Linked DNA regions of Sus scrofa: region 2 is linked to region 1. Evidence: chromatin contacts called from public Hi-C data. All regions are on one chromosome and are shown on one strand. The core of a region is the stretch at or near the end of the contact, and the rest is flanking DNA. Distances in the headings are between cores, read along the strand shown. Region 1 has its middle 13 kb from the start of EIF4EBP1. Region 2 holds the start of ADGRA2 (adhesion G protein-coupled receptor A2).

Region 1 (3,141 bases), core at 421-2,920:
ATGGAAGTTCCCCTATGGCGCAACAGGTTAAGGAACTGGTGTTGCTGTAGCTGTGGTGCAGGTCACAACTGTGGCCTGGGAACTTCTGCATGCCATGGGTATAGCCAAAAAAAGAAGAAGAAAAACATATCATACACTTAAAATTTAAGAGGATGGATTTCATGCTGAGCATTTTTACCATGGTGAAAACAAAAAAATCGAAAGAATAGTATTTTATGACACACGAAAATTATATTAAATTCAAATTTAAGTATCCCTATGTAAACTTTTGTTGGAATTTGGCCACACTCAGACTTATGGCTGCTTTCACAGACAGCGGTAGAGGCAGAAAGCTTACCATCAAACAGCCTCATTTTTTTTTGTTGGTGTTGGTGTGGTTTTTTTTTTGTTGTTATTGTTTTTTGGGTTTTTTCCGTCTTTTAGGGCCGCACCTGCAGCATATGAAAGTTCCCAGGATGGGGTCGAATCAGAGCTGTAGCTGCTGGCCTACACCACAGCCACAGCAATGCCAGATCCCAGCCATGTCTGCAATCTACACCACAGTTCCCAGCAATGCCATATCCCTGATCCACTGAGCAAGGCCGGGGATGGAACCAGCACCCTCGTGGATGCTAGTCAGATTCATTTCCACTGAGCCATGATGGGAACTCCCAAACAGCCCTGTAAGGCTTGGAGGTTCCTGAGACCAGACCCAGGTGAACCATGAAACTAATCTGCTAATTTCACCAGGGTTGTTTACAGAGTATTAAATACCTCTTACAGCTACATTGGTGTTTATATGCCAAACTCATTGTAGACCCTTGGGGAGCCTGTATGGAGAACTCCAGGGAACTCTAGGGCAATTGTGGGCCTGTTGGGGAGTGCCTGGGTTGTTTGTAATGAGTCAAGTTTTTCCCAATTCCTTAGAATCACCACGAGCAGGACCTCTGAGAGGCCCACGTCTGAACAGTGTCTCTGGAGTCTTCCAGGCAGCCAGCACTGCCCCACATCTGTCACACAGGGAGCAGACTAGAATGAGTCCAGCCTTAGGAATGCAGCAAGTCAAGTGGATCGTTCTGTTTTCTAGCTTGCGTCCAAAGCCTGTCCTTCCTGTCTGCACCCTCCCTTCCCTTTGTCCCTAGTGTCCTAAGCACATTCTGTAAAAGGAGAGTGAGGAACAGAAACCTTCCCCCTGACAGCCCATCTCCACCACTTCCCAAATGTCAGGCCGGCAGACAACCAAGTCCAACCTCTGCCTTATTGGGGTGGTCTTCCCCAGGGATCATCCCTCCTCTGTTCCCTAGGCTCCCCCTCTCTCCCTCTTCCCTGACCCAGGGTGAAGGAGCAGGCCTGAGAGTGGAAAGCAGGCTCTGAATCCAGGCATGAGCTGGCCCTCCGTCCTTGAGAAGCCCGAGGGAACACTGTGAGCAAGCTGGCCAGGGGCAGCAGCTGCCCAGATATGAATGGGAGCCTCCTCTGGGGCCCTCTGGCTAAGCTGCCCAACTTGCAGGGGGTGTAGAGGTACCATGGAGGCACAGCCTAGGGATCTTGGAGGGCAACTGGGGGCCAGAGCCGTGGTAAACACCTGCAGAGGGAAGACCTCCAATGGGGTGAACACTCAGCCCCAGGCTGTGCCAGGCCTCAGCAGTAACCACATGCACCCTGGTCTTGCTTGACCAATTAGCCATCACTTAGAGCTCACTTCTACTCCAGCCTCTTTGCTTGGTTTGGCTTACTTCCCACATACATGCCTGGGCTCACATCTCCTTGCACCCCCCCTCCCCCCACCCCCCATTAGAAAGTGATTCCGAGGTCATGATACCATTTAAGACCAAAGGCAGCAGCCCAGGAGCCAGAAGACATTCCAGAATGGTGTGGTGGGGGGAGTAAGGCGTTCCTGGGCCTGCAGGGAACAGGGAGAGCACTCAGACACTGTTGGTGATCACCAGGGAAACAGGGGCTGGAGCTGCGGAGACCTGCACCCCACAGGCTAGGGAGTTGATTGATTAATTGATTAGCCACACCAGTGGCATGCAGAAGTTCCCCTGCCAGGCATGACCAGAGCCACAGCAGCAACAACGCTGGATCCTTAACCCAATAAGCCACCAAGGAACTCCTAGGGGCTTGTCTTTTTAGCCCCTTTCTAGCATCTGGAACCTTTTCCATAGGCTGCAGGAAGGAAGTCCCTTCAAAGGAGTCCTGCCATGATCTCCTCTACCTCCTCAATATAAAAATGAAACGCTGCCTCTCCAAATGCTTCCAAACCTGGAAACCAAGGATCACTGGTGCCTGCCTTTCATTCCAGCCACTGTCCCATTTCTCCTGGCCCCATCCAAGCCCTCCACCCCTGATGAGCCAGTGAGTACTAGAAGAGGAAATGCCAGCAGGATAGGGGAACTTGGTGGCCTCACAGGCTCCAAAACAGAGCTTGGCTGGGAGAAGGAGGGCTATTTTGATGTCACGGCTATTCAGGAGACCTCAGGCTCTTCCTACCCAGCTCTGGTGATGGGCCAGTAGCTGCGCTAGAAGGTGATGAAGCCTCTGAGTTCTTGAGCTGGAATCCTGGGTTTCTGATGCACCCGGGAGACAAGATGCCTGGAGGGGACCAAGAGGCCCTGTAAGGAGTAGGACAAGAATATTCATCTCAGAGTTCCCAGCTGAGCCACATCGGGAACTCCTGAGGTTGTATCAAATTGATGTTTATTCTTCTTTAGGTGTCTGAAGCTGGAGTGAAACTATCTGAGCCAGGAGATTTCTCCTTGGGAGGAATTCTGTTTTATCTTTTTTTAAAACAAAAACAAAAACACAACACAATTATATTTTAATAAGCAACCAAAATACAAAGCACTATAGTAAACTGATGGCATAAATACATGTTATTTCATTTGCAATGCATGACAAATTGTTAACATCCTTGGTCATAAAGGAGTTCTTAGAAACCAGTAACAGGCATTGATATTCTAAGGAAGAATCTGTTTTATCTTTTTTTTTTTTTTTTTTTTTTTTTTGCTTTTTACAGCTGTACCTGCGGCATATGGAAGTTCCCAGGCTAGGGGTCGAAACAGAGGTACAGCTGCTGGCCTTTGCCACAGCCACAGCAATGTGAGATCCGAGCCGCATCTGTGATCTACACCACAGCTCATGGCAATGCTGGATCCCCAA
Region 2 (3,141 bases), core at 424-2,923, 150 kb before region 1:
TTCCCACCTGTGGGAAAGCATCGCCTCATTAAATGTCAGCCTCAGAGAGTGGATGTTGCAGTGGAATTCCTTTCCAGCCTCTGAGTGCCTTCACTTAGCAAAAAAAAAAAAAAAAACAGAAATGACAGAAAGACTGTGTGACCCAGGCCAGAGGCCTCCTCTGCTCTGGTCTCTGAGAAGTTCCCTGGCCTGTGAACCAGAGGATTGGGTGGCAGGCCTGCCCTGGGCCGTGGCTCTGTGACGACCCTTCCTAGGAATGCAAGCCCGGCCCCTGCCAGCCCTGCAGAGGGCTCCTGCTGAGGGAGGCCCGTCTTCTCCCTTCCTCCATTTGCAGTCACTATTTATTTATCTTTGGAAGTTGAAGGAACCAGAGCCTGCAACTGGGACAGACCTGTGGAGCCAGAAGGAGCCAGTGTCTGGGCCTGGCATCTGCCGCTCATGTGAGGGAAAGAAGCCATTCCCAGCAAAGGGGGTGGGGGACCCAGCTGATATGCCACTGTACTAGGAAAGGTGCCACATACACCAGCAGAGCCAAGGGCACACAAAGACGGTGACGGTCACTACAGTGGCCGATTCGGTGGCCCAGCGAAGGATGGGAAAAGGAGCTCTGCCCAGGAACCCCTCAACCCTGGTAGCCTCATCTCCACAGCAAAGGTGCCATTTCTACTCCTCACCCCCAGCCTGCATCTCCCTGCAAGTGTCAGAAAAGGCAGCCTCTGTGGGAAGACAAGAAGCAGACACATTGGGCCACACTTCATTTGTCCCTCTGTCCCAGCTTGTGTTTCAGTCTATCTGGGAATCAAGGTGATTTTCAAACCCATCTGAGTGCCCTCCCACCACCACCGCTAACCAGTTTTCAGGCAACAACTTGCATTCACAAACTAGGGGGCAGGCAGGGCCCCACTTTGACCCCCAAGATTCTACCCCCCCCATGTGTCCTTAGAGCTGCCTAGAAAGGGCCCTCCTGACTGGGTACAGTGCTTTTTCCACTCCCAGCACACACCCCTGCTTTTCCCTTCTCCATCCCCCCCATTCCCACTGTTCCCCCAAACACACACGTGGATGTGGAAAAGGTAGGCGGTGGCAGATCTAGCCTGTCTGCCTTGGCCTTTGACCCCTCCTAGGCAGAAAGACATGCACCCCCCACTGGGCGAGGTCAGCCAGCAGCAAGGAGGGTCTGAGCCTCCTAAGACTTGGCTACGATCCTGCAGTGAGTGCCGGCCTCCAGACTGGCCCATCAGGTCAGGGGTCAAGGGAAGCCGAGCCTCAGCAACCCCAGAGCAGTGAACAAAGTTAAACCAAAACATGGACATCTCTGGCCAAGCCCGCAGGTCAACGAAAGTCCCAGAGATATGGGGTGCAGGCTGGACAGGAATGAGTGAGGGAAGATTTTGTGAAAAGTGACGGCGGTTGGCTTTGAGGTCGGAGATGGGTTGTCAGGAGGAAGATTCCTGCCTCAGGGGAGAGGGGCGGGAGTGAGAAAAAGTCTACATTCAAGGCGGGTGCAGGGAACTTGCGGGGCCTCAAGCCGGCTGGCCCGCTCAGGCTCCGAGGAGGGCAGAGGCCTGGCTGCGTATCGGGAGGCGCTAGGGCCTCGCGGACGGACGAGCTGGCGAGGGGAGGGCGCCCGCTCGGGAGGGAGGGAGGGGGCTGGCGGCGGCGGGAGCGGCGCCGCGCCGAGCTGCCTCCATCCATGGCACGGAGCGGCGGCGGCGGCGGCGGCGGCGGCGGCGGCAGGAGCCCGGCGCGATCCGCTAGGTCCCAGCCCCGCGCAGAGCGAGCAAGCGCCGCGGAGGGGTCCGGCCTCAACCGGCCCGGGAGAACCGCGCAGAGACTCGGGCCGCGACGCCTGGGGCCGCCCGCGCCGCGCTGACAGCCGCGCCCGCGTCCTCCCCGCCGGGGCGCTCGCCGGACATGCCCCCGGGGCGCGGCGGCGGGGACCCCGGGGCTTGCCTCCGCCCAGGGCCCCCCGCCCCGCCCTCGGGCGCCCCGGGCCCCCGCTGAGCACGCCTCCCGCACTCTCGGATCCCTCTGGCCGGCGCGCAGACGGGCCCCAGCGCTGTCGGTCCCCGCGGGGCGATGGGCTGATGGGCACCGCGGGACGCAGGATGCGGGCGGCGCCCGCGCGCCTGCTGCTGCAGCTGCTACCCTGGCTGCTGCTCTTGGTGCCCGGGACCTGGGGCGCGCCCGGCTGCCCGGTCCCCATCCGCAGCTGCAAGTGCTCGGGGGAGCGGCCCAAGGGGCTAAGCGGCGGCTCATCCAACCCGGCACGCAGGAGGGTGGTGTGCGGCGGCGGGGACCTCCCGGAGCCTCCGGAGCCCGGCCTTCTGCCTAACAGCACCGTTACCCTGTGAGTACCAAACTCGGCCAGCCCAGCCCGATCCCCGACGAGGGGACGAAAGGAAACCAGACGGGAGGGGTGAGAAATGGGGGACCGAGAGGATGCCAACACTTCAGAGACTCTAGGACAGGCCTGGTCCAGAAGAAGAAAAGGGAGGCTTGGAGAAGCAGGGGGAAAATTAGAGCTCCAGGGGTGTCGAATGAGGAAGGAGCATGGCGTGGAGTGGGGGTGGGGGCGTCCCAAAGAGAGGCAAGGCGGACGCCCACTCACCTGCACAGGTGAAGGGGAATGCGCGCTGGCGGGACGCCCACGCCCCTTGAGTTTCCAGCCGGGGCTGGTGTTGCGGACTTCGGGGACCTGAAGTGGGCAGGCTCGGGGAAGGCTCAGGGAAGCTCGACGCCTGCGGCCCAGTAGGTGGTTGTGGTCTTTACCACCGCGGACGCGTCCCTGGCGGCACGCCGATTCACTCCGCGGGCCTGGCTCCTCCAGTTGGGGGCGCCCCATTCGACCCTGAAGCCTGCCAGCCCCGCTTGCAGATCTTCTCTCTAGCGCAGGCGGGAGGGTGGGCTCGGAAAAAGTCTGTCCTCGGGGTGCAGGCGCTTCTGGGGTGAACAAGACCCCAGCGTCCCGATTCTTCTCGGGCCCCTCTCCCGCCCGCGCGCATCTGTGAAGTGAGCTCTGTTTTGGGTCCTGCATCCGTCCCTCTTCTTTCCCTCCCCGGATATAACACGAGCTTTGGCTGTTTCTCGATTGACTTCTTCGCGTAGGGATTGCGAAGACAGAAACCTGGCTGAGGTCGG

Evidence for each region. A called contact is a pair of places that touch in the nucleus more often than the background predicts.
Region 2: a Hi-C map of subcutaneous adipose tissue shows a contact between it and region 1, with 1.9 times the contacts expected there. The contact joins the promoter of ADGRA2 here to the enhancer-like site in region 1. A contact is called at or near these places in 8 of 47 Hi-C or Micro-C datasets (alveolar macrophages, embryonic fibroblasts, heart right ventricle and 4 more) and 1 of 2 datasets of contacts at active chromatin or transcription factors (alveolar macrophages).

The regions. Positions count from the first base shown.
Region 1 is chr15:48,454,935-48,458,075 of Sscrofa11.1, reverse strand. No RefSeq gene overlaps it. Among named protein-coding and RNA genes, the nearest start is that of EIF4EBP1, 13 kb to the right of the region's middle. Within about 2 kb of position 1,670, at least 27 of the 83 cell types and tissues checked have an H3K27ac peak or open chromatin away from gene starts, as enhancers often do. A contact at or near this core is called in alveolar macrophages, retroperitoneal adipose tissue and subcutaneous adipose tissue, where this site is marked.
Region 2 is chr15:48,609,566-48,612,706 of Sscrofa11.1, reverse strand. ADGRA2 (adhesion G protein-coupled receptor A2) reads left to right here and starts at 1,673. Exons shown (of 20, transcript XM_003133366.4): 1 at 1,673-2,350. The coding sequence starts at 2,088.